2 separate regions of the Mus musculus genome follow, and region 2 is linked to region 1. Evidence: chromatin contacts called from public Hi-C data. All regions are on one chromosome and are shown on one strand. The core of a region is the stretch at or near the end of the contact, and the rest is flanking DNA. Distances in the headings are between cores, read along the strand shown. Region 1 overlaps Slc26a7 (solute carrier family 26, member 7). Region 2 overlaps Lrrc69 (leucine rich repeat containing 69).

Region 1 (4,963 bases), core at 305-2,804:
TGGCCTTCAGCAGATAGACATTTCCTTTCTCCCTCTTATCTTCTCTGAAATCTCCTGTACAGAAGAATTTTAAATAACTTATCTAGATACTCTACTTTTAGGAGGTGAATTATAACTCCTCAAATTCCTAATAATTGACTTAAACAAAGTGACTTCCTTCCACAGTATAGCATAGAAAGGGTTAAAAACAATAGATGAACTTAGGGAATCAACATTTCCGTCAACAGTAATCAGTCTTGTTTATAGTATGTACCTTGGATGGGATGTAGTACTTTGCCCCTACAATGTTCCTTCCTAAGGATCATAACCCTAGTCTTACCATGCAAAACACCAAACAAATTCTAATACAGGGCATTCTACAAAATACCTGGCCATTCTTGATCAAAATTTTCACAACCTTTAAAACAAGAAAATTTGGGCAACTTTTAGACAAGAGAATCATGAAGCATGACAGTTAAATGTAATGTGACACACTAGCTAGAATCTCAGAGCCTCCCCCATCACTAGATAGATAGATAGATAGATAGATAGATAGATAGATAGATAGATAGATAGACAGACAGACAGACAGACAGACAAACAGATAAGCTACTAGTCAAAATAAGGAAGACAGAATAAAACATAAATGAATGTGTTAGCTGTAACTGGTACACAAAGCATTAACATCTTAAGTGTTATGAGGTATACAGAACCTATCCTATCGTCTTAGTTTCTTCATAAATCAAAATATAAAAAACTAAAGTTATTTTTTAAATATATTTGGTCCTAAGAAAATGCCAGCTATAATCCCATTATGCACACTGTTGCAAGCCTCCTCCAGCTGAAACCTAACTTTCCAAATGGCTGATAGTCTGAATTGAAGGAGACAGGTGGCAGTATCAGGAATGCAGGTTCATTTCAGGCAGTCCTGCATTGCAGTGCACTGCAAGGATTTAGATGGAAGATATTAAATTAGACAAATTTCTTATGGGTCCATGAGATTATTTAAAACTATATCATTTTTTCATAGTACCACTTTTGCATGGTGATTGTGAGCTAAACTCCACAAAAACTACAACGGTGCCCTGTCATATACAATAAAAGACTCTCCGAAATATATAGGCACAATGTCAACCTGAACCACTAACTATAGAAGTGAGTTTCAAATCTGAAAACACTGGCTGTGGTCCTCAACATTCCATTGAAAGTGAAAACCTAAAGGCACAAAGGCAGTATGCATTTACAACCTGTAGGGTCCCAAGGTTCTTGTCTTTAAAAGGTTTACACTCGTATATAGTCTGATGGCATCATCTCACAAATGTTAATAATTACAGGAAGAGGGACTTCACACCTTCATTTTCAACTGTGATCATGAAAATCATATATATGATCCTATATAGGAGTTTGGGGCAAAGGTCATAGGCAGATCAGGTCGAGAATTATGGGCAGAAGCACTTGGCTGTAGGCAAAGGAATGGCCCTCTGCACAGTTTTGAGACCAGAAACAAGAGGCCTTGAGACTCTGATACATGAGTAACTAAGAGATACATGTTCAAGGATGTATGAGAAATTATCTGGAGAGTCAAGGAAAGTTTCATGAGAAAGACAGTCAACCTAATGAACCACATTAGCTAAGACTACACAGAACTCAGGATTGATTCCAGCACTATTCTAAGTGGTTTGCATATTTTAACTATTTGAATCCTCATTGTTACAAATGAGGACCCTGAAACACAGGCTCATTCATCTAAATTCCCACAGCTGGTGAGTGGCTCTGGACTTGAGGGCTCAAGGGCAAATTACACATTCACACTGGTTCATTCCGGTGCACATCTGATTCGGTGCCTCTGGTCACCAAGGTTTCTTACAGAAATAAAGAAAAGCTGAATATTAGTCAGGACATGGTACACATCTATAATCCAAGCACTTGGGAAAATGGGGCAGAAAAGTCATAAACTAGATAGGGAGACCCTGTCTTGATTTAAAAAAGAAAAATAAAGGAGAAGTTAGGAAAGGAAGAAAAGGAAAAGAAGGAGGAAGGGAAGGAAGGAAAATTGTGTAATAAGGTTATAATGTCAATAACAACTGCTTATACTTCTATGGAGCTGTTTATCAAGCTTCCTATTCTGAAGAACTAGGCTATCACATATTTATTTTAGGTCCATGATGAACAAATTTCTTAAGTGATATTAAATATTGTCCTATACACGGGTTATATTGTAAATGAATAGGCAGATATACAATATTAAGGGTTTTTCTGATGAACAGGTCTATAAGAATATCTAAACTCTGTCGTTGTTTACCTGTGGATATTTTTAGTGATATTTTCACTATTACACATGTCATGAAGCTAGGATGCCTACCTTGCTGACATCATCAAGTGGTTGGTTGCTGTCACTTTCCTTTAGGATTATTTTCATCAAATCAGCACTAAATTTCTTTGCATTCAGGAAAACAAGTGGGTTGTTTATTGAGATGATTTTTATCTGTTGCGAGGTTTCCTTTTAAAGTGAAAAAAGGAAAAGATTTAGAACTCTGAATCAAGTCAGAAAAATATAAAACAAACAAGCAAACAAAAAAAAAAAAAGAAAAAATAAAAGAAAAAAAACCTATACCTGATCAGACTAAATCCTATTAGTCAACATAACACTCAGTTGTGGATTGCTATCTCTTAACTAACATATTCGTTATTGTAATTTATTTGTAAGTCTTAATGGAATACCACACATATCAAGGAAATAGACACTTAGTATTGAGAAACATTAGTAATAAAACAATCCACAGCTTTTCAGAAAGTGTCTCTTATTTCTATTTATCGGTCCAAGAGAGGTAATAACCTAGACTATCCTCCACATAGTGCATCTTTTATCCAACCTACCAATTCAAATGAACTTAATTATTGTTATTTTGCATGAAGGTAAAAACTCAGAGCCTCGCATATGCTAGGCAATGTTCTGCTACTGAATACATCCTTAAATATCTGTCAGTATTTCAATAAAGCTGAACATGTGTCTCCAAGTGTCAACTATCATCTCTTTATACAACACTGATGTAAGCTCGGCTCTAGCTAAAGGAAAACTTTGCAAATGATTGGTAGTCCTCATTGGAAGTAAATCATAAGAGATAATAGTATTGTAAATAATAATACACAGGTTTACCTGGCAAGCTCTGAATTGCACTGCATTGCCCAATTGTAGGATGGGGAAAGGGAGAAAAAATGGTTTCGACACAAAATCTATCTACTTTACCCATCTGTTCAGATATTATTGACAGCACTTTGGTGCTGCCCAACCAAAACCCTCTTTTCTATGACTCTGGGATGGGTGTCTGATTAAGATGGTCAATTCTGTGGAATGGTAACTCCTTACCAACCAAGCAAGGCATTACTCCTTCAGGCTTTTGTATTCCCATGAAAGAAGAGATGCAGAGAATAGCCATGCATGCAAGCAGAAGAAATTAAGAATTGGGTACATAAGCACGGATAATTCAGAGATCTCACTGTTTGTTCATTTTTTTAATAAATGTTTAAAATATATATCAGAGTTTCTGACATTATGAAGATATTTAAACTCTAGAAAGTCAGTACATTGCAACAACAACAAAAAAAAAATACAAGGTAGCAAAAAGACTGATCTGTCAAAATCACTTTTAATCTAGCGGAAATCAGGTGGAAGCTGAAAAGTCAATCATTAATGTTTAGTTCTGTCATATACAGTCATCAGATTTGATTGTTCCAGTTTAAGATGTAAAACTAAATCTTTGTTAAAGAATAAAGATTCAAGTTGCTGCAATTCAGAAATTCTCAGCAGAACTGAGTTTGTTGAAAATGGGAACAGTGCCATTTTAAGTCAGATAAAATTCTCATTCAACGGTCTATGTACAAATGACATTCAATCTTAGTCACATCTCTTATCCTTATGGAAGATATCAGGAAACTACTGAGATGTAACAGTTTTTAAAAACGGGGATTTTTATGAGCAAAAGTTGTTACTTGTGTGGGTGACAGAAGAAAGAGAAATTCCTAGCATTTGTATATGTGCTACAAATCCCTCATCCACTCGTAGCTACTTTCTGCCCAAGAAGGCAAGGATTATGCAGTTTGCTCGTCAGTGATGTTTAAAAGTAAAATTCATCAATCTAAAATCACATTCTGTCTCAAAGATAAAGATGTCAGTGGGGACGATGGAGCTATGGGTTAAATTCCATGGGAAAACTATGAAAGGAAGAGAAAGGCTGGCTTGGTGCAAAACTTGAGCCTGGGACAGCTTCCAAGGCTCTGAACCAAGCAGCGCTCTGTGAAGCAAGTCTCTTATTAAAAGAACAAACCATTCTCCTGGGTGTCACAGAAAGACTCCTGATGTTACTTCCTGTTTTCAGGCTACCTGGAAAGACCTTGACATTGGTCCTTTTGGAAGGAGGCCAGTTCTCTGTGCTCTGAGGGGAATCATAAGGTAATGAAGGAAGTGAATACAAGAGTAAAGGAGAAAATGTTAACCAAACATTTATCAAGCAGGATCAGAGTGAGGGCGACTTTTACAAATAGGCTAAAATGACTCAAGTGAACACTTCTGTTATTAATTTTTTTCCTACTTTAAACTCTTTATGTTTTTTGTTTTGTTTTGTTTTGTTTTTTAACAAGAAACTAGAAGAGCCCATTCCTCCTTAGCGGGCTCTACAGCTGAAGCTGGGGTACAGCTAAAGACAAAGATCCTTGGCTAAACTCAGTGGGCCGCAAAACAAAAGAAAAAGACAAGTGTTGGAAAGGAGCCAGGCATGCCCTGTAATCCCAACACTGGGCAGATAGAGGCAGGCAAATCTCTGTGAGTTCAAGGCCAGCTTGGCCTACAAATAGAGTCCCAGGACAGCCCGGGCTGTTACACAGAGAAACCTTGTCTCTAAAAATTAAAAATTATTTTAAAAAATAAAAAACAGAAGGAAAGCAAGAAGGCAGAAAAAAGAAAAAGGAAGAAAAGGAGGAAGGAAGA
Region 2 (5,510 bases), core at 1,681-4,180, 260 kb after region 1:
GGAAAGTGGAAAGTGACTGAGGAAGTCATCCTAACGTCACCCTGTGGCCTCTCCACATACCATGCATATCTACACACAAGCATATATGGTACACATGAAAGAGAAAAAAATATCAGTAGCTTGCTTCACATTTCTGTTATCTGTAACCACCCTAACTAGGCCCAAAACCATCAGATGAATGAGATGGAGTTTGGGCAAAGAGAGAAATGTAATATTTATCCAAGCCTCACAATAAATCAGAATTACCTGCCAATTTCTTGAGGAAGACTCGTAAGTCTGTTGTCATTCAGATTAAGCATGATCAAGCGATGTAGGCCATCTGTTGGGAAATAATTTGTCACTTTAGCCATCTGGTAGGAAACAAGTTTTAGTGTTTCTATACACTTTTGAATTCCTTGTGGATGCTTGCCTCGGCCAAGGTTCTGCTGGTTGTTGAAGACAGATACTCTAGTAAACTAGTCAAGGCAGAAAGAGGAAATGTGTCACATAGGACACTGAGGACAAAGAAGAGAGCCAGGCTGGCCACAAACTGGACCTAAGGACTAAGCAGAGCCAGAAGCGGAGTTCACTTTTTCTCATCCAAGTTTCTACACTCTGAGCCTCTCTGCCTCGGTCTTGCCTGTACACAGCCTGTATTTCCTGTGCCTGCTTTCCTTCCTTTGAAGCGTCTGGCTCCACTTTCCACTCATGTGAAGCCACCTCCCCAGCTCCTGCACAGACACGGACAAGTTCGCCATCAAGATTCCTCCACTAAGTCATGACATTCCTAAACTTCAGCATCCAGGGCTACCACTGGGCAAGCAGCTCCTGGAAACTGTTGCAATTTAGGAAGGAAACCTGGTTTGGGCTTAATCTTTATTTGAAACAGACAAAGGCTGCTTTTCCCCACTGCTACAAACTTGAAAATTATGGCATCCAAATCAAAATATTAAAGAGGCCAACAAAACAAAAGCAGTTTTTCACAAACAACAGAGCCTGTGGGTCTGTTTTGTCTCATCTCATGTGATTTTTTTTTTCAGAAAAAAAAAAAAGTTAAACCATTTTAGTCTATCATAATTCTAAGGAAAGAAAGCTTATGGTTGACTTAGCTTTGGAATCATTTTGTGACCTTGGTGAATCTGCTCTGCTCAATGCAGATGTGATTAGAATACACAGAGAGGCGAAGAAGAAGGTGTGGAGGATATGTATGATCAAAGCACATTATTTTCATGTGTGAAATTCTCACACAGCATTTTGTTTTGTTTTGTTTTGTTTTTCATTATAAATGCTTGTCATGGTGGCTCATGCCTTTAATCACAGCAGTCAGGTGGCAGAGGTAGGTGGATGTTTGTGAATTCAAGGCCATCCTGGTCTACAAAGCAAGTTCCAGGACTGCCAGGAAAAACCAAAATAAAATAAAACAGACTTAAAAAGCTCTAAGCATTATTTCAGAAATTCCTTAATTTCAGCACAATACAATTCCTTTTTGTTTTGTGTCACATTGCTAGATACTAGAGGTTAAACACAATGCTATAGTCCATAATTAACTTACTAAAAACTCCAGGAGCAATTCTGCAAATCCTGTTTCCAAATAAATGAAGATTCTTCAGGGAGGTAAGATATTTTATCTCTTCAGGAACTTCTTGTAAATGGTTGTTTCCCAGGTTTAGTAACGTCAACTGCAAACATAGAGAAATATAAGGTATTTGTACATTATCTATCTCCAAATGGGAAAAGCAGTAAGTTTGCTGACATCTACATAACCTAAGAAAACACAGAGATGATATTTCTATCCATTTTCTTTAGCTGGCACATAATGTAATGTGTTTCATTATGGCATTTTCATGCACATGTGTCATATTAATTAATTCTCATTCTTCCTCCTTCCCACAGTCCTCCCTTTTCTTCTCTATCCCTCTCTTGCTGTCTCCTCCTCCAGCACAGCCTCCCTTCTGCGTCTATATTACGTGCATGGCATAGCCATATCCACTGGAAATGGTCAGATCATTTGAGCAAGGCTAAGCCGGATGCTACAACAGCTGTCCTTCTGTCTCTCACTTTTGGGTTTCTGTCTCTGTGTGTTGCACTCTTGGGGACTTTCTGCATTGTGACTCATTTTATGTCTTTTGCTGAGAAAAATGATGTCTGAGTCTTTTAAGGAGAATCCTTAATTGAAGTTTATCTGGCCACTATTTGGAAGTCTCCCTTGTGCCCTGGAAATGAGTAAAGGCAGGGAAGCGCACAGCTAGATGAGGTCATCACTCCAGGAATCTTCTTGGGGTATCTGACCCTGAGTAAACTCAAGAAGTGTAATTGGTGCAGGGTAAACAGAGACAACTGACAAACTGACTGGACAGTAGAGTAGGTTACAGCTTCAAGGCCTGTTTTTATTATAGGCTTGGAGCTCTGTGAAAATGTAGTTGAAAGGTAGGGATGTGATACACGGTACACCCCTGGAGGACTAAAACTCAGTCAATAAGATAGATTAACTAAAATAAACGTTTCCTACTTTATAACATAGATGATGAAACATATAGTAGAAGAGTTGTGTGTTCGTAGTTGCTATTCATAGAAAGACTGGTTCAGATGTTCTCTGTTTGTGTGGAGTGCTCTAAAACTGCAAACACTGCCAGACTAAAAGCAGGCTGTCACATAGCAAATGTGTTGGCTTTGGAGGAGACATTCTTTGGATTCTTTAAATTGGAGTTGTAGGGCTGATAGTAAGAATAAAGTCTGTCCTGTTTATATTTTCTAACTGGAACTAAACGTGTAACCCTGGACATGTAGTAAGAAATCAAACACGTATCTGTACCATTTGGACAATCATCACTCTGCCTGTGTTCTATGAAATCTGTATAAAGAAGCGCCTGATGCGAGCTGTAAGAGTGCCCTGACTATCCACTATCCTGTCTACTCCCTCCCTCCCCTCCACTATTCCTAATCTCCTCTGCAGGCCTCTGTGTCAGCAAAATCCCCCTCCCCCCAGCTCCTCCCATCCTTGGGAAGTCCTGCCCACATACACATGTATTTTATTACCGGCTCCCCAACCTCAGCTGTTCCCTCATTACAGCTTGATCCTCTCTCTCCTCTCTCTGTCTCTCTGTCTCTCTGTCTCTCTGTCTCTCTGTCTCTCTCTCTCTCTCTCTCTCTCTCTCTCTCTGTCTCTCTCTCTCTCCACACACACACACACACACACACACACACACACACACTCTACATGAGGAACTAAAAGGTGATAATTGTCATTCTTAAGCTGGTTCATTTCACTTTATGATCTCTAGTTTAACTTGGGTTTCTGAAAATGTCATGAGCATGAAAATAAAATTTCATTGTGTATATACCATGTATCTTTTTTAAATTTATTTTTCTCTCATATATTACATCCCAACCACAGTTTCTCCCTCCCTCCACTCCTCCTAGACCTTCCTCGACTCCCCACTCCAACCCCCAACTCCCCTCTTGCCCAGATCCGCTCCTCCTCCTTTCACTTCAGAAAAGGACAGACCTCCCAGAAATATCAACGGAACGTGGCATATCATGTTGCAGTAAGACTAGCACAGCCCTTCATATGAAGGCTGGATGAGGGAACACAGTCAAAGAAAAAGTGTTCTAAAAGCAAACAAAGGAGTCAGAGACAGCCCCCACTCCCTCTTTGAGGTGTTCCACAAAAACTACACAACCACAATATATATGTGGACCTAAGGGACCTAAGTCAGACTCACACAGCTTCCCTGATTGTCAGTTCAGCTCTGTGAACCACTATGGACCCTTGTTAGTTGAATCTATCGGCTGCTTTCTTGGTAAAACATTCACTTTACCCATTCATCAGTTGATGACACTCAGGGTAGCTCAATTTTTTCCGTATTGTCAGTAACGCAGCAATCACCGTAGGTGTGCAATTCTTCTGGGCTGTGTTCATTTACAATCTTGCAGGCATATATCAAGTAGTAATATAGTTGAGTCATATGCTGTTTATGTTTTTTACCTTTAACACACTCCATATGCATTTCCATAATGGCTACACCATTTTATACTCCCAATAGTGAATCGGTATCTCCCCCACAACATCTTTGCTAGCATTTGGTCTTATTTGTTTTCTTGGTGAGAGCCATTTGGGGCGAGGTGAGCTGAACTTCCAAACAGCTTTAATTTCCACACTTTTTGAAGACTTCCCAAACATTTATCATCCGTTTCTGTTTGTTCTTTTGAGAAGTGTCTGTTCATGTCATTAGCCATTTACTGGTTGGATTTGGTGTTTTGGTGTTTGATTTTACAGTTCTTTATACACTTTAGACATTATCCCATGTTGATGTACTTAATAAAGTATATTTACTATTAAGCTATCTCTTCATTGACGATTGCTTCCTTCACTGTACATATTTATCAGAGTCTAAGAGGTTTTTGGTGGACTCAGTCATTACGGATATTTTATGCATAGAATCATGTTATGCAAATAAGAATAATTTGACTTCTTCCTTTTCTGTTTGTATTTTTTTTTTATTTCTTTCTCTTTTCTCTCCTGTTTTATTGTTCTGATTTCAAGCACTGGGCCAAGAATGACTGTGTACCCCCCACTAACCCCAGCACTTGGGAGGCAGAGACTGGTAGTCACTGTGAGCTTGAGGACAGCCTGGTCTACGAGTAAGTTCCAGGTCAGTCTGCTGAGGATTCATTTAGTTTCCTTGCATTCATTTGGTAGATCTTACACGTCTAGGAATTGGTCTTTTTTTTTCTAGATTTTTTTCACAAAACAAAAATTTAGACAATTTATAATTTCCATATGCCACCTAGTGTTACAGCCCTTTTGAATGACATAGTGAAGAACTCTTTACTAGTGATCTATCTCTCCACTCTGTTAATGGTGTAAACAAAGAAGAGAAGTGGCCATAGAGTTTTTACAATACATTTTTTACAATAAAATATGAACTTTAAAAATATCATTTGAGCCGGGCGGTGGTGGCGCACGCCTTTAATCCCAGCACTTGGGAGGCAGAGGCAGGTGGATTTCTGAGTTCGAGGCCAGCCTGGTCTACAAAGTGAGTTCCAGGACAGCCAGGGCTACACAGAGAAACCCTGTCTCAAAAAACCAAAAAAAAAAAAAAAATTAAAATAAAATAAAAATTAAAATATCATTTGACTTTATCTTATCCTATTCTATTTTATTCTAATTATTATCCCTTACATGTCTGTCTGTTTTCTAATGAGAAACAGAACAAGGGTGGAGCTGGTGGAACAGGAGGGGAGGGAAACTGGAAAGAGTGAAAGGAGACAAAACTAGAATCAGAATATGCTATATAAGAAATGTTTTCAGTCAAAGAAAAATCATTTTAATTTCTTCTATTTTTTAATTATTTGTATGCATATGGTTATTTTGCCTGCACAGATATACAGACATGTGTACACACAGAGGAATAAGAAGGGTGTTGGATCTCCTAGAATTGAGGTTAGAGATGGTTGTGTGTCACCAAGTGAGTGCTGGGGATTGAATCTGGGTCCTCTGAGAGAGCAGTCTGTGCTCTTCTGAATCATCT

The links. Hi-C and Micro-C count contacts between places; a contact is called where the count stands out from the background.
Region 2: a contact with region 1 is called in a Hi-C map of Sertoli cells, with 2.3 times the contacts expected there. The contact joins two enhancer-like sites. A contact is called at or near these places in 1 of 484 Hi-C or Micro-C datasets (Sertoli cells) and 2 of 9 other capture datasets (adipose tissue and embryonic stem cells).

What each region holds. Positions count from the first base shown.
Region 1 is chr4:14,517,052-14,522,014 of GRCm38.p6, forward strand. Slc26a7 (solute carrier family 26, member 7) reads right to left here. Exons shown (of 19, transcript NM_145947.2): 14 at 2,342-2,479. Among named protein-coding and RNA genes, the nearest start is that of Slc26a7, 100 kb to the right of the region's middle. Within about 2 kb of position 1,555, at least 8 of the 459 cell types and tissues checked have an H3K27ac peak or open chromatin away from gene starts, as enhancers often do. A contact at or near this core is called in Sertoli cells, where this site is marked.
Region 2 is chr4:14,773,426-14,778,935 of GRCm38.p6, forward strand. It overlaps Lrrc69 (leucine rich repeat containing 69), which reads right to left. Exons shown (of 8, transcript NM_028499.2): 2 at 1,532-1,658; 3 at 247-319. Among named protein-coding and RNA genes, the nearest start is that of Lrrc69, 20 kb to the right of the region's middle. Within about 2 kb of position 2,931, at least 53 of the 459 cell types and tissues checked have an H3K27ac peak or open chromatin away from gene starts, as enhancers often do. A contact at or near this core is called in Sertoli cells, where this site is marked.